Regions from separate parts of the Mus musculus genome. Here regions 2, 3 and 4 are each linked to region 1. A link is a contact called in public promoter capture Hi-C data. All regions are on one chromosome and are shown on one strand. Each heading gives the region's core, a stretch centred on a gene start, on an enhancer-like site or on the middle of the called end of the contact. The rest is flanking DNA. Distances are from core to core; before and after follow the strand shown.

The links. Promoter capture Hi-C pulls out the DNA fragments that hold promoters and counts their contacts.
Region 2: a contact with region 1 is called in a promoter capture Hi-C map of pre-B cells. The contact joins the promoter of Tnfsf10 here to the promoter of Mynn in region 1. A contact is called at or near these places in 2 of 39 promoter capture datasets (liver and pre-B cells).
Region 3: a promoter capture Hi-C map of pre-B cells shows a contact between it and region 1. The contact joins the promoter of Dnajc19 here to the promoter of Mynn in region 1. A contact is called at or near these places in 1 of 39 promoter capture datasets (pre-B cells) and 1 of 484 Hi-C or Micro-C datasets (CD4 T cells).
Region 4: a promoter capture Hi-C map of pre-B cells shows a contact between it and region 1, with 6 times the contacts expected there. The contact joins the promoter of Ect2 here to the promoter of Mynn in region 1. A contact is called at or near these places in 3 of 39 promoter capture datasets (the C10 cell line, liver and pre-B cells) and 1 of 484 Hi-C or Micro-C datasets (embryonic stem cells).

Annotation. Positions count from the first base shown.
Region 1 is chr3:30,599,303-30,606,088 of GRCm38.p6, reverse strand. Mynn (myoneurin) reads right to left here and starts at 4,002. Exons shown (of 8, transcript NM_030557.3): 1 at 3,394-4,002; 2 at 2,289-2,585. The coding sequence starts at 2,554. n-TVaac8 (a tRNA gene) reads right to left here and starts at 4,819; the gene lies at 4,747-4,819. It overlaps Actrt3 (actin related protein T3), which reads left to right and starts at 6,219. Exons shown (of 2, transcript NM_029690.2): 1 at 6,219-6,433. The coding sequence starts at 6,240.
Region 2 is chr3:27,311,751-27,319,153 of GRCm38.p6, reverse strand. It overlaps Tnfsf10 (tumor necrosis factor (ligand) superfamily, member 10), which reads right to left and starts at 2,077. Exons shown (of 5, transcript NM_009425.2): 1 at 1,864-2,077. The coding sequence starts at 2,007.
Region 3 is chr3:34,076,543-34,083,747 of GRCm38.p6, reverse strand. Dnajc19 (DnaJ heat shock protein family (Hsp40) member C19) reads left to right here and starts at 2,394. Exons shown (of 6, transcript NM_026332.4): 1 at 2,394-2,562; 2 at 3,466-3,517; 3 at 3,591-3,664; 4 at 4,464-4,543; 5 at 4,903-4,973; 6 at 6,224-6,463. The coding sequence starts at 2,560. The coding sequence ends at 6,294.
Region 4 is chr3:27,152,162-27,159,243 of GRCm38.p6, reverse strand. It overlaps Ect2 (ect2 oncogene), which reads left to right and starts at 5,366. Exons shown (of 24, transcript NM_001177626.1): 1 at 5,366-5,541. 1700125G22Rik (RIKEN cDNA 1700125G22 gene) reads right to left here and starts at 5,218. Exons shown (of 3, transcript NR_040548.1): 1 at 4,934-5,218; 2 at 4,313-4,504; 3 at 2,225-2,608.

The DNA of each region.
Region 1 (6,786 bases), core at 2,753-5,252:
ATGGAGAGGTCTTGTTAATAAAAATGGACATTTAGCCATCTATGAGAAAGTGCCAGAGAGCCCGGAACTGTTATGCACTCTCTACTAAGAAAGGTGTTCCAGGATGTTCCAATCAAGTTAAGATTTTTTTTTTTCACAAATAGTTAATGGAAAAAGAGACCAGATGGAAGGCAGGTGGCTTGTGTCTACAATAGAGCACTCTGGGGACTGTATTGAGGCCATCTTCAGCCACACAGTGAGTTTCTGTCAAACTCACACAGTGAGATCTTATCTCAAAAAAACCAAAAAAGAAAACATAAAAATTAAAAAACTCTCTCAAAATCCACTGATCTGCAGTTAGTATTAAATACTCTATATTCTTCAGCCCATTCAATTCATCAATTATTTACCAAATTTTAATTATTGTGGAAGATTAACTTATCTCTGCTCATTATCCCAATACAACAATTCTAAAACATGAATACTTCCTTTTCAGAAAAAAAAAAAAAACAAGAGGTGTTTTGATCCTAGCATGTATAAGAAGTGTACATTCTTATTATGGGATAAGCTGCAAGCTACAAGGAAAGGATCTTAACTGTGTACAGGCATACATCTGTAGAGATGGCCTGGAAAAGGATGTGTATGAAAAATATTAATAGTCCTAGTCAGTAGGTGGCACAATCTCATGGGCGTTTTTCCCTTCCAAGTTTCCTCTAAGAAATGTAGAACTGAAGAGGGCAGAGAATAAAGACGATAAAATATAAAGTAAACAAGTGTTTGTTGCCCAGTGGGGGCTTCAAGTAACCTTTCACTCAGTTTTTACAATAATACCAATATAGTTACTACTATCTCACTTTTATGAGGCGATTAAGGCTCACGGAGGCCTTTAGGTGACATATGATCAGCCAATCAGAAAGACACAATTCCAATGTCTATTTTTTTTTTTCCTTCAGTAAGTCTGGTTAGCCCAGAACTCAAAGAGACGCACCTGCCTCTGCATCCCAAGTTCTGGGTTAAATGCGTGCGCCACCCCGACTGGCCTATAAGTCCGTTCTACCAGCCACTCCCCTACTTGTGCGCATGCTTCTATTAGAAATGAAGGAAAGAAGGCAAGCATAATCTGTCCAGATCCTTTTTGCTTCTGCCCTTTCTACTTTTCTCCCACAACTAGGAATGTATGACTATCAGCCTAGCTTTTATACAGAGGAAACAATATATCTCTATTATAAGACTCTGAAGAGCCTACTTACTATAAAGGGGCAGCAATAAGCATCTTTTGGCATAGTCTGTGTGTGTTCCTGTGCACACATGCATGCAGATGTGTGTGTATTTGTGTATGGAAGCCGCAGACGATTCTGCGTGTCTTCCTCTGTTGCCCTTCACACCCTATTATATGAGACAGGATCTTTCCCTGAGCTAGAAGCTCCCAGATTCTGCTAGGCTGGCTGGCTGGCTGGCTGGCAGGAGGGCGGGCGGGCGGGCTAATGAGCTCCACCCCAGCAGCACTGGTATCACAAAACTGCTTTTATTTGGTGGCTAAGGACCCGAAATCAGGTCCTCATCCTTGCACGGCAGGCACTTGACCAATGCACCTCTGGAGCCCAACGGTTAAGACCCTTAAGAGAAACACAGTGATGCCTCTGGCTTGATTCAAGCTTTGGATAGGTTGACAACGGGAACAGACTTAATGCTACTTGCATTTCCACGAAGTTACTTTCCAGAACCACAATCAGAAAGTCCTGCACGTTGCCATTTAAATATGAGCACTAGAAGGCCATGAGGCCATGAGGCCTGAGGTGGTTCTTCAACAACTCTACTCCAAATACCCTAGAAGCAGCAACGGACAGAGACTGTGTGAGAGAGGGCCTGAGGGACATGAAGACCAAAGGAAAACCTACTTTAAATTCAGAATTTGCAAAATTGAAATAGAGCCTTTTTTTTTTTTTTTTGGTGAATAAGTCTGTCAGATGGAATTCTTGACTTTAATGTGTATTGTTTGTTTGTTTTTGTTTTTTCAAGACAGGGTTTCTTTGTGTAGCCCTGGCTGTCCTGGAACTTCCTCTGTTGCCCAGGCTGGCCTTGAATTTATTAGGTCCTGCCTGCCTCTGCCGCCCACCACCAGCTTTAATGTGTTTTTTGTGCTTACCAAACATCTTTTCATCCTCAACAGTTCTACTGAAGCTATAGTGTGTGTGTGTGTGTGTGTGTTGTGTAACAACACTGAGAATGAGCATGGAGAGCAAACTGGAAAAACAGGAATCTAGCTCTAAAGACTAGATTTTATAACTGAATAAAAACATGTACTTTACCTGTCGAGATTTAAAGTTCCTGTATATATAAACTCCAACAGTTTCTGAAATCCGTCAGCCTTCACCTGACTCTGATCAAGAAAAACATTGTTCTCAGAAGTGCTTCTGTAGATCGCCCCAAAATACTCACTAAAGGAGGCAAGCACATTCCTATGCGCCTTAAACTGGAATTCTCCAATCACTACGGTACAGTCGCAAAGAAATCCCGCTTCCCGTTGCTTATTCAGTCTCTCTAAAAGGTGCTCACAGTGGTGTGAATACTGCATTTTGCTAGCAGAATGGGATTTCACCCTTGATCTAAAAAAGACAAGAAGAGACGGTGAACTGATAGCCGTAAGCTTTCATCAAACATTCACCCATGCAGCGGTAAGGGAGTGTGGGACAAAAGACTAAACCCAAAGAACACAGCTCTTCCTTTGCCTCCCAACCCCCAAAAGCCTCATCGAACACTCGTGGTGATTAAATGCTTTTCTTTGTTTTACTGCACTAGAACACTAATGCAATAAAAGGCAGTGAAAAAAACAAAAACAAAAACAACAACAACAAAAAAAAACATGTCACAGTTGTAAACAGGGCCGTAAAATCCTAAGCTTCTAGAGTTGACCCCTCAAACTTTTAAGCTCCAACAGGCATCTTTACCTGAAGGTGCTTAAACAAATAGACTAAGAAAAGCCTCCTTGAAACAGGATAAGAACACGATACGAGTTGTTCCCATTGCTCTCTGATCACTGAACCCTGTAAGCAGAGATGGTGAGGTTCCAAGCTCCAGGCAAGTGCAAGGGGGCGGGAACGCCCCGACCCGCTGTGTCAAAGGTTCCATCACTCTCCGGAGGAGGACACACCCCTTGCCTGCCCGCTGCTTGCTTGGCAGCGGCGGAGGGCGACAGTCCTAGCCAGTCCCCGGCCACCGCTGCCTTGCACTCCCAGCTTGCACTCCCGCGAGTTCCCACGGCACCGGCCATGACTACATATACCGCGGACGCTGCCTCTGCCTAGACACCCTCCTCCGCCCCGAATCGCGCTCGATCTCCGAGGCGCCGGACCACATAAGACCCCGGGATCCCAGAACGCAGGGACGACAGGCCAGACAGAGGGCGGCACTCACCCGTAGCCGCCCAAGGGAAACAGTTTCTTCACTCTCTCACCGCCATCTTGGGAGGACGTCACTGCGACGCTCCGCCTCTCCCTTCCTCCTCTGCGATAGCGTCACGTCCGGGTGTGTGGTCCATTGGGGACACCGGAGATAGGACGCTAAAAGTCTACTAGGGCCGGCGAGCTGGGTCTCAGAGCCCTGACTTCCCGGCATGCCCAGGTCTCCGGATCACACCTCCTTGCTCACTCGCATCCGGTGCGAGCTGCTCACCTTGTCAGCCCGCAGCTGTCGGCCCAGATTCTGGATGGAGACCGGGCTTGAGTGCAGAGCCGGCCTCTCCGGGAACCGCGCTGCGCGCTGCATGCTGGGAGTTGTAGTTCTTTTCCTCGCCTGTCATCCTGTCTTCATTAGCGCCCCTCCAGTGGAGATGACTGTGTTGTGCACCCTGGTTCTTGACCGGGGCGAGTGGGAGGGATATGCTTAAGTCGAGACCAATCACTCCTTCCTCTTTTGCATATCCGAAAGCTCTTGGGACCCCCAGAATTCTGTTTGAACCGGCTCACCAAAGCTCATCTACCAGAATGCCCTTACCTGGCAACAGAGATGAGATGTTCGAAAGCAAAGCAAAGCAGCAGGGCACACTGGGCATGCGCAACGTGGGAGGAAGGTGGGCTTTCTACCGGAAAAGGTTTTCCTACGTCTGAACCAGAATAATTTTAGCACAGTTATTTACCTCGAAATCAGAGTTAGTGCAGTAAAGGGAGAAGAGCAAAGTTAAGTTTTGATGTGTTCTTCCCTAGAACCTGCGGACGTCATAAATCTTAAAAAGCACAACTGAAACGTTTGTTGGTATAAGTTACGTTTATGCTTTTTAAGGAATTTACCTGTGACTTTATTTAAAAGACAGTCTCAAAAACTCTGAGAGTTTTTTCCATACCGGAATCTTTTTGCTTATATCTCTGTGAAGAATTTGTGAATAAAACCACGAGTCGTTTTTATAAGAAAAATGTTGAGGCTACTTTTTTATATGTCTGAGTATAAATTTCTTTTTAATTTCATCTTTTTGTCAAACCCTTTCGATAATGTGTTAATTCTGAAATATTTAGTGAAGTTGACATATAAATTAAGAACAAAATTTAGCCTGACAGGAGGGGGGGGAAATGGAATCTCGAGGGGAGAAAACTGAATACAGACATGCTTCAGAGGCTAGAGATTGGGAGAATGCCTTCTAGAATCAGTAGCTACCTACTTCATCAGCCCTTTTTGTTGCTGCTCTCGTCTGTGTGTTGGGGCGTTTGTTATCAACATTAAAACAGCTGATTCAAGGTCGTTTCTTTAATGGGCGGGTTACCGTTTTAAAAGATATGTTTCCGCCCGGTTTCGAACCGGGGACCTTTCGCGTGTTAGGCGAACGTGATAACCACTACACTACGGAAACTTGGTTGCACTGGTGTGTTGAAATGTTCTTCTTATGTGATGTCGTCATATACGTTTCACACCTGTTTAAGGTTTATGCATTTTTCAATGAGGAGAGAGAAAAAATATTAACAAAGCACAGTTAACTTAACAGGCTGAGACTATTTAAAAGTTTGAACTTGTTTGCAATTTCTTTTTCTCCCTTCCTTCCTTTCATTCATTCTGTCTTTTTCTTGTTTTGCTAAGCCCGGCGGGTACACCACTAGAGACCAGCAGGCACACTTAGTTCCTGGCCGAATTTCATTTTTTTTCTCATTTTAGACAGGTTATGCTTTCCTCCAGCTGGGAAGCAGCGGCGCGCTGTAGCCAGGGCCTGTGATTTGGCGCAGTACAGTGCTTTGGCGGGTTTTGGTGGAAGCACGTGTAAATTACCCTTTTCCCCATCCTGCTTCGAAACCAAAGCTTCTATTTGTGTGCTGTTTTAAAGCCCCTAAAGGATGCGCGAAACCAGACACCAAGACGTTCATTTTTTGCTGCGCAGTGTACTTTCTTTTTCTGAACTGAACTTCATAATGATCTAAGGCATTTATATTCTTACCAAATGGCAGACATGTTCTTATTCCTAAAACATCAACCTCAGGAAATGAAAATTAGCTTCGGAGGACCTAGAGATATAATCCAGAAGATGAAGAAAAGGATGAAATAAGGGGGGAAGGAGGGGGGGGAAGAGGGAGGGAGGGAGGGAGGGAGGGAGGGAGAGAGAGAGAGAGAGAGAGAGAGAGAGAGAGAGAGAGAGAAATGAACGGAGAAAAGAAAAGGGGAAGGAGGGGAGCCGAGCATCCCAGAACTCAGAGCCTGAAGAGGGGAATTCCGCTGAGTTCGAGGGCAGCCTGTGCTAAAATGCACCATCTTACAAAACCCAAAAGGTTTTGCCTTTTTGTGTATATCTTTAGAAAGGACAGGAAAGATGTAACGTTGTTTACTTTACTATACAGAACATAAACTCGTTTCACACCCCAGCACTCCCTGAAATTGATCCTTACAGAAGCCAGGCAGAGCCTTCCTGTAGCGATATTTCCAAGGCCGGTGTTAAGGGTCTTCCTCCAGCTTCCCACTCGCCCTGGAACACTACTGTTAACCACAGTGCAAGGACTTAAGAGAATTTTTTTTTAATAGACATTCAGCGTGTTTGAGAAAGGTTCTTGCAAATTGTTAGATTTCTATGTTTTGCAAGGGTAGCCCGGTTTTCTGGTATTAATGCTGAGAGCTTCCAGGAGCAGCGGTGATGCTCAACCCATGGAAAGCGGTCGCAGGAGGCACCTCACTCATGTCATGCGGGCCAGCAGATGGCCGGGTCCTCTGTGACGCGACATTACCAACACCTGTCACCGCACAGCCTGGGAAGAGCGGTCTGGAGGCGCAGATGCAGCAGCACCAGCGGCATGAGCGGCTACCAGCCACCAGTGGTGATCGACAACGGCTCGGGAATGATCAAGGCGGGCCTGGCTGGGACCCGGGAGCCCCAGTTTGTCTACCCGAATATTCTGGGCCGGTCCAAGGGCCATACGGCGGACAGCAGGCAGGAGCTGTGTGTGGGTGATCAAGCGCAGGAGCGCAGGAGCTTCCTATCCATCAGGTACTGCGGGACTCTGCAGTCTTGGGGGCTTTGTGGAAGTGGGTGGAGAGCCCATAGCTAAAGCCACCCCGAAAGGACCAGGGAAGGAACCCCAAGGCCACTCCTTACAAAAAACAAAAACAAAAACCCAAAACAAACAAACAAACAAAAACTTCTGTTCTCTATACACAAATATATTCAAGCATACAGTGGCCGTTCATGCTAGATGTGCCTGCGTAAGAATGTGGCTTGACGTGTGACTTTTGTCATGCGGTGTGGTCTCTTGAACTATTTACAATTATACCAGAATGTGGGAAGTTTCCAACTTTTTGAAGTCACATTCTCCAAAGAAGAGAAAAAAATAGCCAAGCAAA
Region 2 (7,403 bases), core at 828-3,327, 3.3 Mb after region 1:
TCAAGAGGGAAAATATCAGGGCACAGTCACAATCAAAAGCAAAAATCAATCTCCAACCGTCCAATGTCTGGGATCCAACTCACGATCTTCTGGGCTCCTCCAAGGGCTTGGGTCACTTCTCCAGCCATGCCCTTTGTAGCACACGCGTCATCCTCTAGGCTCCAGATGCCTCTACTCCACTGCTGCTGCTGCTCTTGGTGGTCATCTCATGGTACTGGCATCTCCAAAACACTGCATGACCCCTTCAGTCCTGGGCCATCAATTGCAACTGAGGCTGCACTTTCACCAATGGCCTTCCATGGCCTCTCACAGTGCCAAGCCTCAGCTGCTCTGCTCAACTCCTTCATGCCTTCAAAACCAATACCACCTGGGTGACCCTTACATATTACCAAGTCCCGCTGCAGCAGGAGTGCAACCTTGGCTATCTCTGGAACACAGCCTCTTTGTGCTTTCAGAAAACACTTCCCAGAAGATGTCACCTCAATGATGCTGGTCTCTTCTTAATCACCGCTAATTTCTTAGCTCCAGCTAACCAGCATCAATAGTCCCAGTAATGCAAAGTTTTTGCTTTAGTAGTTCTGGTATCTTGTTAATCACAGCTGATTCTTCAGCCCCAGCTAACCAGAACTACAGAATCTTCACAATCAAAACAGCAATGGCCCTGAAAAGAGTCTTTAATTTTCCCTCTGAAATTTCACAAACCAGACCTCCATCTTCTACAGTGTTCTCAACATTATCTTCCAAGCTCCTGCACAACCTCCAACAGAGCTCTTAACAATGGATGGATCTTCAAGCCCAAAGTTCCAAAGTCCTTCCACAATCCTCCCCAAAACATGGTCAGGTTGTCACAGGAATACCCCACTATGCTGGTACCAATTTGTCTTAGTCAGGGTTTGTATTCCTGCACAAACATCATGACCAAGAAGCAAGTTGGGGAGGAAAGGGTTTATTCGGCTTACATTTCCATACTGCTGTTGATCACCAAAGAATGCAGGACTGGAACTCAAGCAGGTCAGAAAGCAGGAGCTGATGCAGAGGCCATGGAGGGATGTTCTTTACTGGCTTGCTCAGCCTGCTCTCTTATAGAACCCAAGACAACCAGCCCAGAGATGGTCCCACCCACAAGGGGCCTTGCCCCCTTGATCACTAATTGAGAAAATGCCTTACAGTTGGATCTCATGGAGGCATTTCCTCAACTGAAGCTCCTTTCTCTGTGATAACTCCAGCTGTGTCAAGTTGACACAAAACTAGCCAATACAGTGAGAGTTCAGAAAAACTACATGGAGAGTTAGGGAGAAAAACAGCTGACATCTATCTCTAGGCTCCACAGCACCATGTGCTGTCCTCCCTCTTCCTCTCTCCCTCTGTCTCTCTCTCTCTTCCTCTCTCTCCTTCTCTGTCCCTCTCTACCTCCTTCTTCCTCTTTTCCTCCCTCTCTCCCTCTTCTTCTCTTCTTCCTCTCTCCCTGTCTTCCTCTCTCTTCCCCTCTCTCTCTATCTCTCTATCTCTCTTACACACACACACACACACACACACACACACACACGGAACTCTAGAGTACTTCACACAAAGCATTTGTGCCAAGTGACACCACTAACTGCACCCTGCACAGACACTTTTGAAATGATAGCAAACTTTCTTGGAGGTGCCGGTATATCCATTTGTAGTTTTCATAGCCTGTTCTGTTACTACAACTGCTTGGAAGTCTGCCAACTTGCAGTTTTATAAAGCCCTCTCTTTATTAGCAGTTAAGAGTCTGCACTTGGGAAAGGCATATTTTAATCTACAGCTAAGCTTTCAAAGAAGAGCAAGCTAAGCGGCAAAGCCAAGAGAGGCTGCTGCTGAGAGCACACGGCCACTCACCTGCTTCATCTCGTTGGTGAAGTACATGTAAGTCACAGCCACAGACACAGCCTGCAGGAGCACCTGCAGGAGCACTATGCAAATCACCATCATCCTGAAGTGCTGACTGAAGCTGAGGTCCTTCAGGGCCCCTGAGGAAGGCATACTGCTGTCCAGGTCTGACTTCCCAATGCAGACTTGCAGCCCAGCAGCAGTGCCTGAGAAGGTCACAGTTAGAAGGCGGAGTGCCCATGCAGTTTCTTTTTACTGTTGAGACCAAAAGTGAAACTAAGCAAGTCAGGAAGGTGACGAGGACGTAGTGCACAGAAACCCTCCAGCTAGGAGAGCTCGCCCTGATGGTGCTGGAAAGCCTAGATCCAGCGCTCTGAGATCTAACCCATCTATGAACTGCTGGAGCACCTGAAGGAGCTGCAGGATCTCCTGGACAAAGGACAAAGGACAAAGGACAAAGGACAAAGGGACCGGGAGGGGTCTCAGTGAGGATCCAAAATTTAAGGCGTCACAGGAGCCAGAGACTGCTGAAGGCAACAATGACTCATTGCTATAGACATTTGCAAGTGAAGATGTGTGGACAGAGGGATAAACTGTGGGACACACTAGGACACCACAGCTTCCATGGTGGGATGTTTTCTATGCTCTGTTTTGGTTTATTTAGTTTGTTTTGTGTGTTTTTATCTGGGGGGAGTTTCAAGGGCAGACGGTGATTATGAGGGGACAGGGAGATGAATGGGACCGGGGTGCATGATGTGAAACACACACACACAAAGTTTGTTTGTTTGTTTGTTTGTTTGTTTTTTAAAACTGTTTTAAAAAACAGAAATCCCAGCTGTTCAATTTTACCAATGAAAACTCAGGAGCCAGATGCTGAGATGATAACTTCCTAGCTCTGAGAGGCAGAGAAAGCACCCAGCTGACCTTCCTACTCCATCCCAGAAGGAAAGAATCCTTTCTTCTCCACGCTGTCTTAAACACTCGAAGACCCCCTTTCTGTTCACTATGTTCACTCCCTGTCAGATGGTTACTGGCTCTGCCTCTTGACCTAGGGTTGACTTTGTTAAAAGGGCTTTGCTAGGGCTGAGCCACACCACCACGAGTTTACAGCAGACAGACAGAAAGCTCTAGGGTCAAAGGCTGGGACGTATCACAGTTAGAAACAGTTCACAATCTCAGGTTCACAGTGTGATCAGATGGCCTGCAGCAACCACCTCCAGCTTCTGGCCCAATGTTTGTGACTCTGAGGCCTCTGCAGGTTCTAGCAACAGTGTTGCTATTTCTAATGGTGCCAGTTCCCAAGGGCCATAGGACATCTTTCTGGCTGGTATCTCATGGTGGGGAACAAAACGGAATCCATTTCAACTCAAATTCTCTCAGGTCTGCAGCTGCTTCCCACCTCCCAGAAGGATTCCTTTGGAGCCTGCTTAACTACAAAGCCAAGGCTCCCTCACAGCACGGGAGGCTGTCACCTGCTAAAAGGTCTTTAGAAGTAGTACTCTACTGTGGTGCTGTAACTAAGTTACCATCTTCCTGAGACAGTCTCTCACTGAAGCTGAAGCTCACACAGGGATCTTCCTGTCTCCACCTCCGGGCACTGATTGGGATCGCAGCCACAGACCACCAGGCCCACCTGTGAGTGCTGGTAATCCAAGCTAAGGTCCTCGTGCTCACACAGAGAACACTTTACCGTCTCCCCAGCCCCAACCATTGCCTCGTTTTACTGACGTGGGAGTTTAAAATGGCGTTTCCATTTTGCTTTTATTTTTTTTTTTTTTGAAAGGGAATCAAGAGCAATCTGTGTGACCTGTAAAAACAACATAAACCAAATAGTCATATTCCTTTGCCTGTGTGTTAATAGCCACATTTTGTTTCTCTTTCTTTTATAATAGTATTTTTTTATTCCTTGACACTTACACAATGACATAGTCAATTTCAGTTGTCAACTCAACATACCTGAAAAGACAGAACATCAATTAAGGAATTGGTAATATTGGACCATCCTCTGGGAGTATCTTTCTTGATTGTTAGTTGACATGGAAGGACCTAGACCACTGTGGGCAGTACCATTCCTGGGTAGACAAGTCTGAGCTGTATAACAGAGGAAACTGAACAAGCTAGAGAAGCAAGCCAGTAAGCAATATGTTTCCATGGTCTCTACTTCAGTTCCTGCCTTTGCTCTCCTTAAAGATGAACTTTAACCCATAAGCCTGATAAATACTTTTCCCCCCCTCAAGTGAGTTTTGGTCAATGTTTTACAACAGCAAAGAGTGCTAACTAGGACAGACTATGTGTACTGACTGTGTGCATCTACCACAGACTCTCTCCAGCCCCCTCTAGTGTCCCAACTCCACGTCATTTCCAGATGCATGCCCTCTTTTTTGTTTTGTATGAATTAGTTCAAAACACATGAGTGTGTAGCCATCTACTGGATCATGGGCAACCTGTCAGCAACCACAACCCCCAAGGAGAATAATTCTCCCTTCCTCTGCAGGCATCAACTGCCAGTAGCTTTCCTTATGTGGGGATGAGACTTTGAGAGCCCCACCCCCTCTGTGCTGGGATGTTGACTGGCTGATCTTCTGCAGGTAACCATAGCTGCTGTGAACTGATATGTGATACAGCCATGTTGTATCCAAATGACAGCCTCCCACAGTTCTCACCCCTATCTTAAGGCCCCATCAGTCATTCTGCTCTCTCTTCCTGGAAGTTCTCTAAACTTTCAGGAAGATAGGAGGTTGATATCACAGCTAGGTACCTAGAGTCACTAACACTTGGCACTTCGACCATTTATGAGTCTCTGCTTTAATCTTTTTATAGATTCTCTAACCAAATATTGACTGGCATGCTCGCACTATGAAAATCTGCAAGTCAGAGCTGTGCATGTGCCAGCCTCTGCTACTCTACAATAAGTCTTAGGAGTGCAGTCATGGCTTGCTTTGCTTTGGGTCCCACAATGCCTAAAATACTTAGTACCTGGAGTCTTAGAGAAAGTTTTCCATTCCCAGACTGGTAGTTGTATGCTGTTCATAGAAGCAAGAAGGACGCTTCTAATTTTGTTTGGTAAATATTCTTAGATATCAACAGACACCATTTTTTAATTTAATTTTCTTTTTTATTGGATATTTTATTTATTTATATTTTAAACATTACCTCATTTCCTGGTCCCCCCCCAGAAGCCCCCTATCCTATCCTCCCTCCCCATCTTCTATGAGGGTGCTCACCCACCCACCCACGCACCCTCTCCTGTCTCCCTGCCCTGGCATTCCCCTACACTGGGGCATGGAGCCTTCCCAGGACCAAGGGCCTGTCCTACCATTGATGTCCAACAAGGCCATCCTCTGCTACATATGCAGCTGGAGCCATGGGTCCCTCTATGTGTACTCTTTGGTTGGTGGTTTAGTTCCTGGGTGCTCTCAGGGAGTCTGGTTGGTTGATATTGTTGTTCTTCCTATGGGTTGCACCCCCTTAAGCTCCTTCAGTCCTTTAACTCCTCCACTGGGGGCCTCATGCTCTGTCCAATGGTTGGCTGTGAGCATTCGACTCTGTATTTACCAGGCTCTGAAAGAGCCTGTCAGGAGACAGCTATATCAGGCTCCTGTCAGCAAGCACTTCTTGGCATCCGCAATAGTGTCCGGGTTTGGTGATTGTATATGGGATGGATTCGCAGGTGGGGCAGTCTCTGGATGGCCTTTCCTTCAATCTCTGCTCCACACTTTGTCTCTGTATCTCCTCCTGTGAGTGTTTTGTTCCCCCTTCTGAGAAGAACTGAAGCATCCACACTTTAGTCTTCTTTCTTGAGCTTCATGTGGTCTGTGAATTGTATCTTGGGTATTCCAAGCTTTTGGGCTAATATCCACTTACCAATGAGTGCGTACCATGTGTGTTCTTTTGTGACTGGGTTACCTCATTCAGGATGAAAATTTTAGGTTCCATCCATTTGCCTGCAAATTTCATGCATTCATTGTTTTTAATAGCTGAATAGTACTGCATTGTGTAAATGTACATTTTCTGTATCCATTCCTCTGTTGAGGGGCATCTGGATTCTTTCCAGCTTCTGACTATTATAAATAAGGTTGCTATGAACATAGTGGAGCATGTGTCCTTGTTATACGTAGGAGCATCTTTTGGGTATATGCCCATGAGTGGTATAGCTGGGTCCTCCAACAGGCACCATTTATAACATCTGTTATTGATGATTATTAATTTTAGCAAATCCAATTGTAAATCCAATTGCTAGTCTTCATTATGCAAATAAGAAAAACCTCCAAGTGCAAATGTGGCATAAATAATCGTAAGTGTGATGGCTACATTTTAGGGGGTTGGGCTCTCTAATTAGACTCCTAGAGGACACCAGTGAGTACCAATACCTCTTTAGGAGAACTGACAGATAATATAAAACAATACAGAGACTCACATGCACACTTTGTAAGTAATTCTCAATGTAGGCTGCAGTTTCTGGAAGCCTTTCAAAAGGTCTGTGCCTGTCTTACCCTACTCATGTTAAATAAAACCTGCCAGGATGCTCCTCCACATGCCACAAGTGTGCTGGCTTCTGTAACCAAATGTATTGGGTTTGCATCTTGATACACACAAAGACAAAAAAAAAGTATGGCCAAGAGCAGAGAATGGTCCATTGCCTGCCACAAAAAAGGTATGGAATTTGTTTCCAAAGCAATGTCCTTTTTCAACATAGAAAACACAGGACTTTTATGTAGGGAGGACATACATAGTCACACAGAAAGCCACTTGGAAGGTGCACGTGTTCCTGAGCATGTTCAAGCCGTACAATCTTGGAGTGCTCAGTTTAAGATCATGGTCTAAAAAGAAGAGATAGGGGCTGAAAAGATGACTCAAGATGCTTCCAGGGAAATCATGAAGACGAGTGTTTAAATGCCAGCCCCTCTATATCAAGTCAGGCATCCCCGTGCATGCCTGTAACTGTAGATTTGCTGGGGCTCAATCTCCCAGACTAGCTGAGAAAATGAGGGCTGGGTTTAGGGAGGGACCTTGCCAGAAAGGAATGATAAGAATAAAGGCACACACATCCACACATTGTTCTTGATGCAAGCTCTCACTACGTACCTCAGGCTAGGCTCAGACTTACAGTCACCCTACCTCAGCCTCCCTAACTCTGGGATTACAAACAGTTACGCTGTTTGCTGCATGCTGTAGGTTCTGTAACCTTTTATGTCATTCCTTTATCAAGTCTTTATTAAGCATTCTGCATCCTGTTTTGAGGAACAACCCCCAGTTTCCCTGGCTTCTATAATATTTAATTGAATTATGGAACAACATCAATTAGCACAGAACTGAGAATCATTGAACTCCTGTTAGAAGCATAGGTGGGGTCAGAGGATATTCTCATAGATAGGGCGGTTTCAAGCCATCCGTATTCAGGCTTTGGCCTGTACCTGTTCAAAGGTAAAAGAACTTGCTATTATAAGTCAGCTTACAGGAAGCCAGTACAGAGCTCTGTTGGCACAGCCTATTTTCTTATATACTTCCTCTCCCTGGAAACTCTGTCATAAGAAGAGGTGGCATGGAAG
Region 3 (7,205 bases), core at 1,145-3,644, 3.5 Mb before region 1:
GGCCGCAAGCAAGTAAAGTATTTCTTTTGAGAGGATGATTTTAAGTTTTCCTCTTTTCCTCCTTTTTAAATTTTACAAGTTGCTTAGGAGAGAAACTACACCCACCAGTGCCCTGATCTTACATGTTCAGCCTCTGGAATTAAAAAAGAAAAACCAAAACATTTCTATTTCATAAACATCCCTGCCTGTGGAAATTTGTTATGGTTGTCCTAGAAAACAACAACAACAACAAAAGATGTCAGATGCTCACTAGAACTCTCCCCACAGGCGGTTTCTGAAATCTCTCCTTCACCTCTACCATTTAAAAAGTAAAGAGCTATCTCCACGAGCAGTGCTTGGGACACTACTCACATGTATGCAAAATGAGGGAGCCATTTGCCCAATGTATTGAACAGAAAAGGCAACTCAGACTGGATCAAAACTGAAAAGTACAAAATCCCTAAAAGAAAACCTAGGGCAAATCATTCATGCCATGGTTTTGTGTGAGACTCAAAGGCTCAGGTCAGAACAACAACAAAGAACCAAAAAGCCAGACAGCTGGACTTTATAAAAAGTTTTAGGATGCTGAACCTCGATACACACTACCAGCAGAGTAAACATGCATCACATAGATGGGAGAAATAATAGCACACCATATAAATGAGAAGTGATACCCAGAACACACAGAGAACTCCTGAATCTGAACAAATAAAAATCACTACCCAAAAAAAGGCAAGGGCAAAAGACTTGAATAGACATTTTTTCCAAAGATGCATATACATATTTATTAAGCATATAAAAAGGCACTCCATATTATTGATCAAAAGAAACTCAAGTCAAAAGTCCAATGAGTTACCACCTCATACTCATTAGGATGCCTGCAATTCAATAAAAACCCAGAAACTATCAAATATGGATGTGGATCGAGGCCCTCATCCACCAACTACCTTCCCTTTCAGGAATATAACAGTAACTACATTGCTCACCTTTCCTTTGCTGTGGCAAAATGACTGACAGAATTACCTCACATTGGAAAAATAACTGGCTCACAGTCTCAGAGCTGACAAGGCATAGTCGTCTGATCCCATTGTTTCTGGATGTGTGGTGAAGCAGAACCTTAGGATGGGGAATGTCGGACCTACCAGCAGAGATGAATGATGGCCAAGAAGCAAAGAAAGGGAGGAGCTAGAGACAAGAACCTGCTCCGCATAACTATGATTCAGCTACGTCCCCATCACCTCCCACCATCCACCAAGCCAAGAACCAACTGATCAATCCACTCATCTTCTTAGAGCCTTTCGATCCAGTTACCTTCCCAATACCCTACCTCTAACACATCCCTGCCATGAGTTCTTAACACACACACACAAACACACACACACACACACACACACACACACACACGAATCCATGCATGAGCCTCTGAGAGACAGCTCAGATTCAAAGCACGACAAGTGAAAGTCCAATCCTCACAGCATGCCTGGATTTCATGTCTGCCCACCTAGCCAGGAGAAAGGAATAAGTCTCTGCCTAGTTTCTGTACATCCATGCCCACAGACATGACACTCCCCACAGCTACACCACAGAAACAACCCATGAGAAACGGAAAGATAAGCAAAATATGATACATTCACACAATGGTCTTCTGACAACAAAGGGGAGAAGCTTGGGGAAGTAGCAGGCGAAGACTGGCAAGATTAACAGGAATTCATTGACAAAGAACAGCTACCTTAGTTTCTAGCTTCCCTTGGGGTCACATATGGCTTTTATATTCTCACAACTTACAGCCTTTATGCAAAAAGACAGCTCCTAGTCACTTTCCTTCTAGTCAAGTGCATTTGCCATGCTTAGGCCAAACAACCACATGCTGTGAGCAACACAGGTACAAGAAGCTCTTTTAATTACACAAATAGTAAGTCAGGCTAAAACAGGAGAGAAAAAATTCATGGTGAACACACAACAGGAGCTGTATTTTTAGTGAACAAATCTACATAGCCTGAAGCAGACATCAGGAAGGAAGATGGAAAAAAAAAAAAGACTGGAAAAAATCATTTTCCATATCGTTTCTGATGTTTATAGATCTAACTACGTTCCAAGCCAGAAGAAGAAAGATGTCTCTGCAGGCCATGAAGATCAGCCTTGTGGCTTCTTGACATCTACTGGCGACAGCCCAGGGTAGCAAAAGATGCACAGAAGACAAAATAAATGCCTCATGTGAAAAACAACGCTACTTCCACGGGGTGGGCGGAATAACCTATATAAAGCAAAGTTAGGGAGATAGGTTTTAGCGGGAAAGCCTGTTTTAGGGCCGGATATTGGACTTGCAAGTCAGGAATCCCGGGCAGAGGGCATGGCCAGTCCCGCCCCAGTCCGACCTCTCCGTCAACCGGAGTTGGTGAGGCCCTTTGTGCGGCACTTTGTGCGACAGTTCCGACGCACTTTACGGCGCCGCTGCCGTGTTGCGCGGCGCTAGTGGAAGTGGCGGCATCGCTGGCTCGGCCCTGTCGTTCTCCACAGCTGTACCGTGGCGGTGGGCTCGCGCTGGGATGAGCGCGCGGTGCCGAGCCGCGGAGTGGAGTCATGGTGAGTGGTCGGCGCTGACGGGCTCCGAAGGGGCGCTGGGCGGATACGGAGACTGACCTTTACTCCGGCCTCCGGTGGCTCCAGCTGACACCCCTTATCTGCTTGCAGGCAGGCACACGTTTGTGCCTCCTAGGAGGTCGGGCTGTTACCCCACTACCATCTCCGCACTCCTCCCCTCTTTACGGTGGAAATACCTTATGGGATCAGGGAGCCTTTGCAAGCACTGTTTCCAAATCCAGCAGAAATCTTATTTTCACCGGTCTTGTCTAAACTAGAAAGGGGTTCCAATGCCCAAGGGTTAAAGTTCTCTTCCATGGCTGAAAAATCACCATCTTACTGTTGTGGGTAAAGATGACTTACCCTTTTCTTCTTGGTGAAAATCCCATACTCTGACAATAAATTGTGGATAAAAATTGCAGTAGTTTAATTTTTTTTTTTTAAACAGGGTTTCACTTTGTAGTCCTGGAAGTCCCAGAACGTACAGAAATTCACCTGCCAATGTTTCCCAAGTCCGGGGACTAAATGCAAGCCGCCAATGTGCACCACGTCCAACTGCAGTAGTTTTAAAGACATATTTCTATTAGAAAAAAAAATGTTTCTTCCAGCAGACCCTGTGCTGCACTCTGTAAAGTCCCAGTTGCTTAGAGAGCTAGTCGCAAATTCGTGGGCAGCCTGGACAATTTTAGCAAGACTCCACCTCAGAATAAAAGTGTTGGAACTTTGAGAAAGGCTGGAGTTGTAGGCACCTTACCAGCATGAGACACACACTAGGTTCCATCCCTAATCCTGCCCCAAAAGGGAAAAAGAACCCACCTTTCACCAAAATGAAGGTCGTAATGAGTTTGGCTGCGGAATAGGTAGCAATTAAGAGTAGTAAAGACTTGCTCTTCTCCTCCATTACAGGCCAGCACAGTGGTAGCAGTCGGGTTGACCATTGCTGCTGCAGGATTTGCAGGTTTGTCTGTGGGTTGGGGGTGGAGCAGACTGGTTATGCATGGATTTGCTTATTCTGTTGCTTTTGGTTTTAGGCCGTTATGTTTTACAAGCCATGAAGCATGTGGAGCCTCAAGTAAAACAAGTTTTTCAGAGCCTACCAAAATCTGTAAGTGAACCTTCTTGCTAACTAACTTGCCTGTATTTGAAGCCTGGAGCTTGCCTGTAAGGTGAATTCCACAGGTCCATGGAGCTCAGTGTGGAGTTGTAAACCTTGCAATGGGCCACACTGGGAGTTGGTTTTCACATGTGACAACTGAGGGTGGGTGGCCTTTGCAGATTTAGAACGATAGCAGGTAGTTAGCAATTAATTTTACTACATATACTGTTGACCCAGGTTTATCTGTCCAGCTGCCTTCCCTCGTGTTTTGTCACATAGGATAGCTTTGCAGCGATGTTAGATAACGGCTCTGAACTGGGTGTAAAGCACAAAGCTGCTGCTAGTCAGGACTTTGAGAGGCCATGTCATGGAGCTTGGGCAGGAGCATAGGGCCTTGTTGTACATGATCTCTACTAAGGTTAAGATTCTGATGGCATAAATGTCCCTACCATAAAGTCTTATTTTAGTTGTTGCCTTGAATCTTTTCGAGATCTCCAGGTCGTCTTTTGAGACCTTTTGAAACTCCTGTTTTACGGGGATCAAGTTTCTGTCTGGAATATGGATGAGAGTGGCTGCCATTCACTCATCTCCCCTCCCCCCCTCCCATCTTATGTTCTCAAGACACTGTTCCAGTTTAGTTGCAAGAAATGGGTGTTTAACACATCTTAAAATAGTTGGCTACCCCTGGTCAAGCTAAAGTGCCTTGGGAAGTACACTTGTACTTCCCTGAAATGTACCACTTCTTTTACAGATTTAACCAACTTCCATTTACTTCATTAATCTTTTCTTCCAATTCAATTTCTTTCAGGCATTCGGTGGTGGGTACTACAGAGGTGGATTTGAACCCAAAATGACAAAACGGGAAGCAGCATTAATATTAGGTGTAAGGTAAGATGTCTACTCAGTTCTGAGATGTAGGGTAAGGTAATTCCTAGTAGTAATTGAGAATGAAGTAGTTGCTGGGGATAGAACTCACACGTGTAACACTGGGACAGTGCTCACTGCTGCCTGGAGTAATCTAAAGTCTACTCTGGAATGCAAACTAAGCGTTGAATGAGGGTTATGATGTTAACTACATCTAAAGCACTTTTGGTTCTTACGAAGCACATTTTACTGTCTCACACACAGCTTCTCAGTTGTGTTGCTTTACTGTTCTCAATGTTTAACTTCACTTCTGTAATAGTTCATGGTGTTTTGTTTTCTTAAAGCAAACTAAAGCAACAAGTATGTTTTCCTTTTCAAATTAGCCCTACTGCCAATAAAGGGAAGATCAGGGATGCTCATCGCCGGATTATGCTATTAAATCACCCAGACAAGGGTAAGCAACTTTTATTACTATACTGGACTGTTAATGGAATAGCTAATTCTTGGTGTTATGAATGTCTGTGTGTGAGCAGTTTCCCAGTTGTGGATCACATTGTAGTGTCTTAAGTGAAATTCAGTACATATGGTGACGTTCTCTGCAGTGACACCATGTCTCACCAAAATAAAGATATAATGAACAACAATGTAAGAACTACTGTGATTTGGCAGGAGCGGTAAACATTACTACTACTTTTAGGTTCTGTGTCTATGATAGAATGTCTTCCAATAACGGGTTACAGTTCTGCTAGATATTTTGGTTGGTTTGTTTTTAGGCCATCCAAGGTTGGCCTAAACCTTATGACCACCCTCCCTCATTCCCAAAAGCAGAGCTTAAGAAGCACACCCCAACTCGGCTATGTTTTGAGTTTTACTTTTTAGGTTTGCATTATTTTTGTTTAGACTCATAAATAACCAAGTTTAAATTTTAATTAAGAAAAACTTAAGGGGCCTCTTAATGTGTGGACACTTGTGACAGAATACTTATTTGGAAACCTATGAGCTGTATTTGCTTTTATTCAAATACAGACTTCAAAGTAGCTTTAACTGGTAAGAACAGATTCTTTAAGCAGACCACAAAAATCTGTTGTCATGCACATGAAATTTAAATAGAACTGTTTAGTATGTGACTTCACAATGTAAAGAATTTAGCTTGCAGACCTCGAAGTATTCTGTTCTGGATGGTAGTAGAGTCCACATATACACATTCTACCAGAATCCTCTTGATGACCCCTCTTTGATAGGGTTAGGACCACACTGCTCCATCACTTTAGTAGACAGCAAATCTAGATGACATTACAAAGAGTCAGCTAATATTGAGAGGAAAACTGAAGCATTATAGAATGGTACACAGATAAGTCTTTCAACATTAGCTTAGAAGCCTATGGGAAGAACAGTGGATTATATCCACATATGCAGTAATGAGTAAGCATAGAGTTCTGTTAAGTGTGTATGTGGGAGGAGCCAAATCCTATTTAGACTTCTGAAAAAAAGATTTCTGAAAAATGGTAAACTTTTGTGTGAAAACATCTCATTTCCCATCGATCTGATATTTTACCCTTTAATTTTGAGACATATTTATAGTATCATAGTTGCTTCTTAATGAAGATACCATTTCTGTTACACCCTGGAATCCTTGAAATGCTTCTGACAAGACTTAGAATCTGTGCTCTAAACTGTGTCTCCCCCATCCCCTTTCTTCTATAGGAGGATCTCCTTATATAGCAGCCAAAATCAATGAAGCTAAAGACTTACTAGAAGGACAAGCTAAAAAATAAAGTAATCTGATGAATTTTAAGTCCATTAGTCTACTTATGAGCATGTTTTGTAATAAAAATGCCTCAGAGCTATAACCCATGAAAATTGCTTGGCAAAAGCTAAATCAGTGTCTTGGTATATTTTGTTCAAACTTAAGGATTTCAAGAATTATGATTACACACATTAGACTATAAATGCTGTTCATTGCTGACTTAGCAAAGAAATTTGGCACTTGTTATTTTTCCAAGGCTAAGGCCTTGCTCTGAGAATACCCCACTACAGTCAATTGAGACAGACATTAACTATTGAAAATGGGATTCTCACCTTTGGGAGGTAAAACTCAAGGTACAACTGGCCCAAGGTACTTGAACACTGTACTTTAGGCATTTTCACTGGGCAATTCAGATTTTGATAAATTAAGACAATTTAAAAAAAAAGAGAGAGAGAGACAGTCTCAATTATTATATAGCTCTGGCTGTCTTGCAACTTGCTATGTAGCTCATTCTGGCCTTGAACTCAAGAGATCCACTTGGCAGTAGATCTCTGTCAGCCCACCCAGCTACATTAAAGCTGTAATAGAAACCTTCCAGTGTATAGATCCTGTCAATTTTGTTATTTAGCTAGTCCCTTGGAAATACTTGATAAGCTGTTCCTTTGTTTTGATTTTCAGTTATGACCAAGCTTATGTGACTGTAAAATTCCCTCAATTTTAAAACTTGAGAGCCAAGTGTAACACACACCTTTAATCCCAGCAGTTAAATGCTTTTGATTTTCAACCTCAACCATTAATATTTTACATACTATAAACCACCCAAGTTAGACGGCCAATACTAAAGTATGTAAGCTGACCTGTGCAGGTCAGGAGCTAAAACCCCTAGCCAGCGGCCCCTGTAGCACTTAACCTGTCAGCACTTTACACTGTGTGCACTTT
Region 4 (7,082 bases), core at 4,117-6,616, 3.4 Mb after region 1:
TGCCATGGATTTGGGGCCACCCACCTGCTGTCTGGGCAGCCTCACACCAACCACACCCGCAAAGAAACAGAACTCCCCCCCCCTCTCCTAGGCAGCCTTCAATTCACAGCAGCTCTTCAGGAGGCCTGGAGCTTCCTCAGCCCCTCCTCCATCCATCCTGGCATCCTGGAATGTTGACAGACTTGATTGTTCCCAGGTCCTGTGCGGTTGATCATAGCTGCTGTGTGGTCATGAGTCTTCCAGAATCCAGCATCTCACAGTACGCAGCACTCCTCCCCTTCCTCCTCCACCTCTGCATCCTCTGCTCCCTATCCTCCTCCACCTCCGCATCCTCTGCTCCCCATCCTCCTCCACCTCCGCATCCTCTGCTCCCCATCCTCCTCCACCTCCGCATCCTCTGCTCCCCATCCTCCTGCACCTCTGCATCCTCTGCTCCCCATCCTCCTCCACCTCTGCATCCTCTGCTCCCCATCCTCCTGATCCTCTGCATCCTCTGCTCCCCATCCTCCTCCACCTCTGCATCCTCTGCTCCCCATCCTCCTCATCCTCTGCATCCTCTGCTCCCCATCCTCCTCCACCTCTGCATCCTCTGCTCCCCATCCTCCTGATCCTCTGCATCCTCTGCTCCCCATCCTCCTCCACCTCTGCATCCTCTGCTCCCCATCCTCCTCATCCTCTGCATCCTCTGCTCCCCATCCTCCTCCACCTCTGCATCCTCTGCTCCCCATCCTCCTCCACCTCTGCATCCTCTGCTCCCCATCCTCCTCCACCTCTGCATCCTCTGCTCCCCATCCTCCTCCACCTCCGCATCCTCTGCTCCCCTTCCTCCTCCACCTCTGCATCCTCTGCTCCCCATCCTCCTCCACCTCTGCATCCTCTGCTCCCCATCCTCCTCCACCTCTGCATCCTCTGCTCCCCATCCTCCTCCACCTCCGCATCCTCTGCTCCCCATCCTCCTGCACCTCTGCATCCTCTGCTCCCCATCCTCCTCCACCTCTGCATCCTCTGCTCCCCATCCTCCTGATCCTCTGCATCCTCTGCTCCCCATCCTCCTCCACCTCTGCATCCTCTGCTCCCCATCCTCCTCATCCTCTGCATCCTCTGCTCCCCATCCTCCTCCACCTCTGCATCCTCTGCTCCCCATCCTCCTCCACCTCTGCATCCTCTGCTCCCCATCCTCCTCCACCTCCGCATCCTCTGCTCCCCTTCCTCCTCCACCTCTGCATCCTCTGCTCCCCATCCTCCTCCACCTCTGCATCCTCTGCTCCCCATCCTCCTCCACCTCTGCATCCTCTGCTCCCCATCCTCCTCCACCTCCGCATCCTCTGCTCCCCTTCCTCCTCCACCTCTGCATCCTCTGCTCCCCATCCTCCTCCACCTCTGCATCCTCTGCTCCCCATCCTCCTCCACCTCTGCATCCTCTGCTCCCCATCCTCCTCCACCTCTGCATCCTCTGCTCCCCATCCTTCTCATCCTCGGTCTCTGAGCTTTGGAGTTAGAGCTGAGCATTTATCTTAAGCTTTCTGTCTCAGTAGGAGTCTCTCTGTTGATTTCTGCCCACTGCAAAAGGAAGCTTCTCTGACCAAGATTAACAACAGCAAGATTAAGAGGGTTAATGAGATGGCTCAGCAGTTAAGAACACTGGCTGCTCTTCCATAGGTCCCCGAGTTCAATTCTCAGCAACACATGGTGGCTCACAACCATCTGTAATGGGATGTGATGCCATCTTCCGGCATGCAGATGTATATGTAGCAGAGCACTCTACATTAAATAAATAAAATTAATAATAATTAAAAAAGAGCAGCAGCACTAAGCTATGTATCACATATAACTATTTATAAGGCAGTTTCAACACTTGTCTGTACAACAAAACAGTAGAAGGTGCTGCCTAGGGCCTATGACCTCTGTAACCATGGGTTTTAAAGCAGGTTTACAGCACCAAGCATGAATTCTTTTCTGGAGCAGGCCTCAATATTACCAGAAGGCAGTTGGTTGCCCACATAACAGTTATGCAACCATTGCACCAGCAGACACATATTTGCTGGCACGAGTTTGAACTTCTGATCCTCCTGCCTCTACCTCCCAAAGCGGAGACTGTAAGCACGCATCATCATGTCTTGTCTAGCCTTTTGGTGGTGTTTCGTTTTTTGTTTTGGAGACTCATTGTGTAGCTTTGTGATAGGTTATTTCTCCGGCAGTGAGATGAACCAATTCGAGTCAGATTGGAGTACCTGAAGACAGGTTTATTGGGATGCTACTCTCAGGCGGGCAGGTTCACTGACCCCAGGGATTGAGGCCATGGGATTGCCATGGGGGTGGGGGTAGGGGAGCAAAAGGGAGCATTGGAGGAGAAAGAAGAGAAGGAGAGGAAGAGAGAGAAGGGCAGAGACTAAATGTCTGGATTATATTGGGAGGAGACTCTTGGGGGAGGGCGGACAAGCACCTGGGCTGGAAAGTTCCCTGTTGGGGGCAGGGTATGCCAGGTAGGGACTGAGGGGGGCGCTGGGGAACCTGGAGGCCAGCTCTGCTTTGGTGGGTAAATTATGCACCTTAGTCAGTTCCTGGTGCTTCACGGTCCAGTCTTGATCTTCTCTTGTTTCTACTGCCTCTGTGCTGGGATTATAGGTGTCTGGATTAGTATGGGCATTTTAAAAGGAGGTTAGTCACAGTAAGCAAATAAACCAGTACCCGAGGTTTATTCTTTAGAAGTTCAGGGTTACTATGCCATCGAGTCATTTTAACCTTATCTATAAGTGTGCTAATAAAAAGATTGTTGCTGTGTAGACTCAGGAGTAGGAAAACACTTGAAAAAGCTTCAGAATCAGACAGTTATTTTTTTATTACTGTTCTCTTTGTGAAAGCTTGTGGGATAAAAGCTAGTTCCAGGATGAGGTCAAGGTTCTTGTCTGTTCCGTCTCATTCCTAGCGTACCTTACTGGACGCTTAGCGCTTATTGCACAATAACTGTGAGTAAATTACTGAGAACAGCTTTAACTGGGTTCCTACCTCTGCACACCCTCTGCTTATCAAAGAGCAAATAGACCATGCTTTTCTAAAAAGGTCTACACATTAAAAACATGTTTAGATTTGAAAATTTTATTTTTTGTGTATGAGTGTTTTGCTGGATGTATGTATACATATCACTTGCATGTCTAATCCTCACATTTGGCCAGAAAAAAAGAAAGCATAAGATGGAAGATCCCCTGGAACTGGAGTGAGTTAGAGGTGGTTTTGAACCACCATGTGGATACTCGAAACCAAAGCCAGGTCCTCTGCAAGAGCCACAAGAGCTCTTAACTGGCGAGAAACCCCTTAACCCTTCCCAACTCCCCCCCCCCCCCATTAACGTACCAGTGAGAGGACCTAGTGTATAAAAGCTCTTGCAATACAACCTGATGACCTGAGCCAGATTCCTCAAACCCACAGTGGAAGGAAAGAACAGATTCTTTTCTTTTGACCTCCAAGTAACTCCCCCCACATACACACTCCGGAGTAGGGATTCAAAGATAGAGGACTGTGCCTTATTTCACCAGGATCTGCACCCTGCTTGGTACAGATTGGCAGCAATCATCTCTCACACAATTATCTAAAATGCTTCCTGTCAGCATTTCCTCAAAAAAGAAAAAAACAGCACTTCCCATAGAGTGTTTTCTATATTAGGCTTTCTTTACACCCATCTATTATATCTGACTTTCTTTATATTTTTATGTCTAAAGATGTCTGGGCCTCACAGAGCCTGGGCTGGCCTGGAAGTTGGTATGCACCCTAGAATGACCTTGAACTGTAGCTCCCCTCTCTGTGGTGATGGGATTACATCATTCCTCCCAGCCCCCAACTCTGACAGGCTGTGTCTATCCCTTATTCATGCTTTCCCCCAAGCAAATACTTTCTTACACTTAATACAGATTTGCCGAGTAAATAACAACCTGCAGGTGAAGATAGTATCTCTTGTTCATTTCTCACCAAAGGGCTGCCCTCGCTGTAAGAGGCTAAGCTAGCCTTCCTGCACTGCAATCCTACACTCTCACCCAACAGACTGGGAAGCTAGCTCTCCTCGGGCAGGGCACAAAGGAGGCGGCTGCCTTCTACTTTAGTGAGGAGAATGCTTGGAATGCCAGACACACCCCAGTTTAAATTGCAAGCACACTTCTCTGGGCAAGGTCCAGGCCGATTTTTCCTTTCTTCCACTCCAAAGGCTAGTGCGGAATTCTAGTGATTGGCAGGCCATAGATACTGGTAGGCAAAAAACCCTAAAAACCAACCAACCAGACAGACAAAACTATAGATTGTTTTACTCATTCTATGAACTCACCGTAGACTTGTCGAACTGCTTAGGCTGTCAAGAAGTTCTTTTGGTTTTAAAGTAGATTTTGGGCTTAAAGTGAGTTGGCTCAGTGGTTTAAAGCGTTTGTTTCTCACACATAGGCCGTGAGTTTGATTTCCAGCACCCACCTGGTGGTTCATCATTCTCTGTAATTCCAGTCTCTGGGGATCTGGCCTCCTCCTATGTCCAAGGACAGCAGGCACTCACAAATGCACATACGTTCAGGAAAAAATAATATGTATAGGCAAAAAGACACATAAAATTTATCAATCTAAATTTCAAAAGTGCTTTAAAAACCTCTTAATGAGATTTGGGGCCTAGCAACCGATCCAAACACTTGGTAAGGTTTTGAAAGTGAAAAATAATTGTTTTGAGTCCTGGTCTCCTATAGCCTAGGCTGGTCTTGTCCTCCTTAGTACAGGCTTTGAGACCACACCCAGCTAGAAGTGTATGCCTAGGCGACTGTATTATAGAACATTCCATCTAGAAACAAATTTCAAAATAGCAATACTGATCCCAGGGGTAAAACAATCCCTTCTTTTCTAGACTTCCAAGCACAGTCACTAACATTCCTAAGCTGGGAGTTGGGGTGGGGAGGGAGCAACCCACCCAGAAGCAGTTTTGCTTCAGGAGATTCTAAAATCTCCTTATACACTTTTTTATATTAATTACTCAGATGCAAGCTTGTCTTCAAAAATAAAATCTGGTTAGTAGTAAGAGCGGATCGGTTTGCGGTGCTTGGTACTTTTTCTTGAAGTTGGAGGTGATGGCAGAGAGACCGTTCATCAGGAACTGGGCTGTTTACGGAGTAAACAAGCGGTAACCACAGAAACACCTGCTGCATCCAGAGGCGCTGCAGAGCCACGCCTCCTCAAGCCCACATCCGGGCACTCCGCCGACGTTCGCACGCTCCAGCCGTTTACCGGATTTGAAACACACTCACAACCAATCAGCCGGCGCCTCCCGAAGGCAGACGTTGGGATTGACCAATCGGCAGTCCGCCCGAGGTTCCAGCCTATCAAAAGGAGGTTGACAGAGCGCGCCAATCAGCATGGCTCTTAGAGAGAGCGACTGGATTTTTTTGAATCGGAGGCGGCAGCCTCTCTCGAGCCATGGCGGCGCCTGTGAGGGGGAGACTTAGTGTTTGAGAAGGATAAGCGAGGACTGCGCCGTCGTGGTTCCTTTTTAAAATCTCTGAGCGTGGTGAGGACTGCGGGGTGAGTGGGGGACGGGAAGGGATTCGGGAACCCGGAACTGAGCACGGGCCGTGGCGACCAAGGCCGGCGCCCCCGCCGCGGTGAGCTCCCACGGCTGCGTACCTGTCTGTCCCGCTCCCCTCCATCCTCCTTCCCCACATCCGCCTCCTGTCCTGCCCTCTGCTCTCGTCCCGGCCCTTCCTTGCGGGAGGCTGGGCTCTCTATCTATTCTGCTTCTGTCCGGCGCCTCAGGGTGAAGGGCGCAGTTGGGACCGGGATTTTGGCCTCCCGCCCGCCCGCCGCAGCCCCGAGCTGCCTTGATTGTTTTGTGGTTTCCCTCTGGAATTCCTGTAGAATTCCGATTTTCAATTTTTAAAAATATAAAACACAGGCCGCCCCGCCCCTTCCTGGCCACAGATGTGTGTGGTTAGCGGTTAACTTAGCTCCCTCAGTTAGACCCGGCTAGGAGTCGCTGTGTGAGCAACTTCCTTAGCCACAAACTGGATATGACAGTGACATTTGTCTTTTAGGATGGCTGCAAGCGTTAAAAAGTGGCAAGGGAAAGATTTAAGATAGTGACTAAAATATTGAGCTCTAAGTAAATGAGAATCGCTAATTGCACTGTTATCAATAACGTATACACTATTGTAGTTTGGGTTCCTTACTCTGGTGTGACGTGTTTATGGAAAAAAAAAAGGTTTATTTAAAAGAAAAGCTGAAATGACTATTTGTTTAAAAGAATCCATGTGTTTGTGAGACAAGATCTCAGGTACCCCAGCATAGACTTGAATTGTGGAGCCTAGGGTGACAAGGAACTCTGTCTGCCTCTACCCCCTCTTCTGGGTGCTCGGATTACAGGTGTACTTTCACCTTACCTGGTTTCTGAGGTGCCCGCGGATGACTTCATGCACACTGACTGCAGCTGAGTCACATCCCGAGTCAAAGATAGATTGTTTTTATGATCACGATTCCGTTGTGTTTATTTTTAAAAGGTCTGTAGAATATGTGAAAAGGAAGAAAGTGACCTGGTGCACTTAAGTTTGCGGTGATGTTGGGTGCTAGATGCTGGTTGTATCACTAGTGTAGCGTGTAGCTCTTTTGCTGTATATTATGGAGCTGTTTTGGTAATAAATGATCTGTGTATTTAAGCATTTCCAGTGTTTTGGGGTGTAGTGAGAAAGGGTTTAGTTATGTATCTCCTCCCTCTGTTTTGTGGGTGCTGGAATTTTAGGCCACACATTGTCAGTTGTTTGGTGATTTTTTTTTTTAAGAGGATCATGTAAACTAAAAGTATCCTTAAAGGTGCATTGTAAAGCTTTGGCACACAGTTGCACATAATTGTAGGCTGTGTTACCACACTTTTCCCCCTTTGGACTGGGAGATTGAAAAACAAATAAAAATACATGTTTTTTTTTTTTCTCCTGGAAAAAAAAGCAAACATGGTAGTGAACACTTCAGAAGGCTAAGGCATATTTGTTTGTTTGGGCAGGGATGCACTATAGCTCTGCTGGTCCTGGAATTCGCTGTGTAGACTAGACTGGCCTTGAACTCAGAGCTCCACC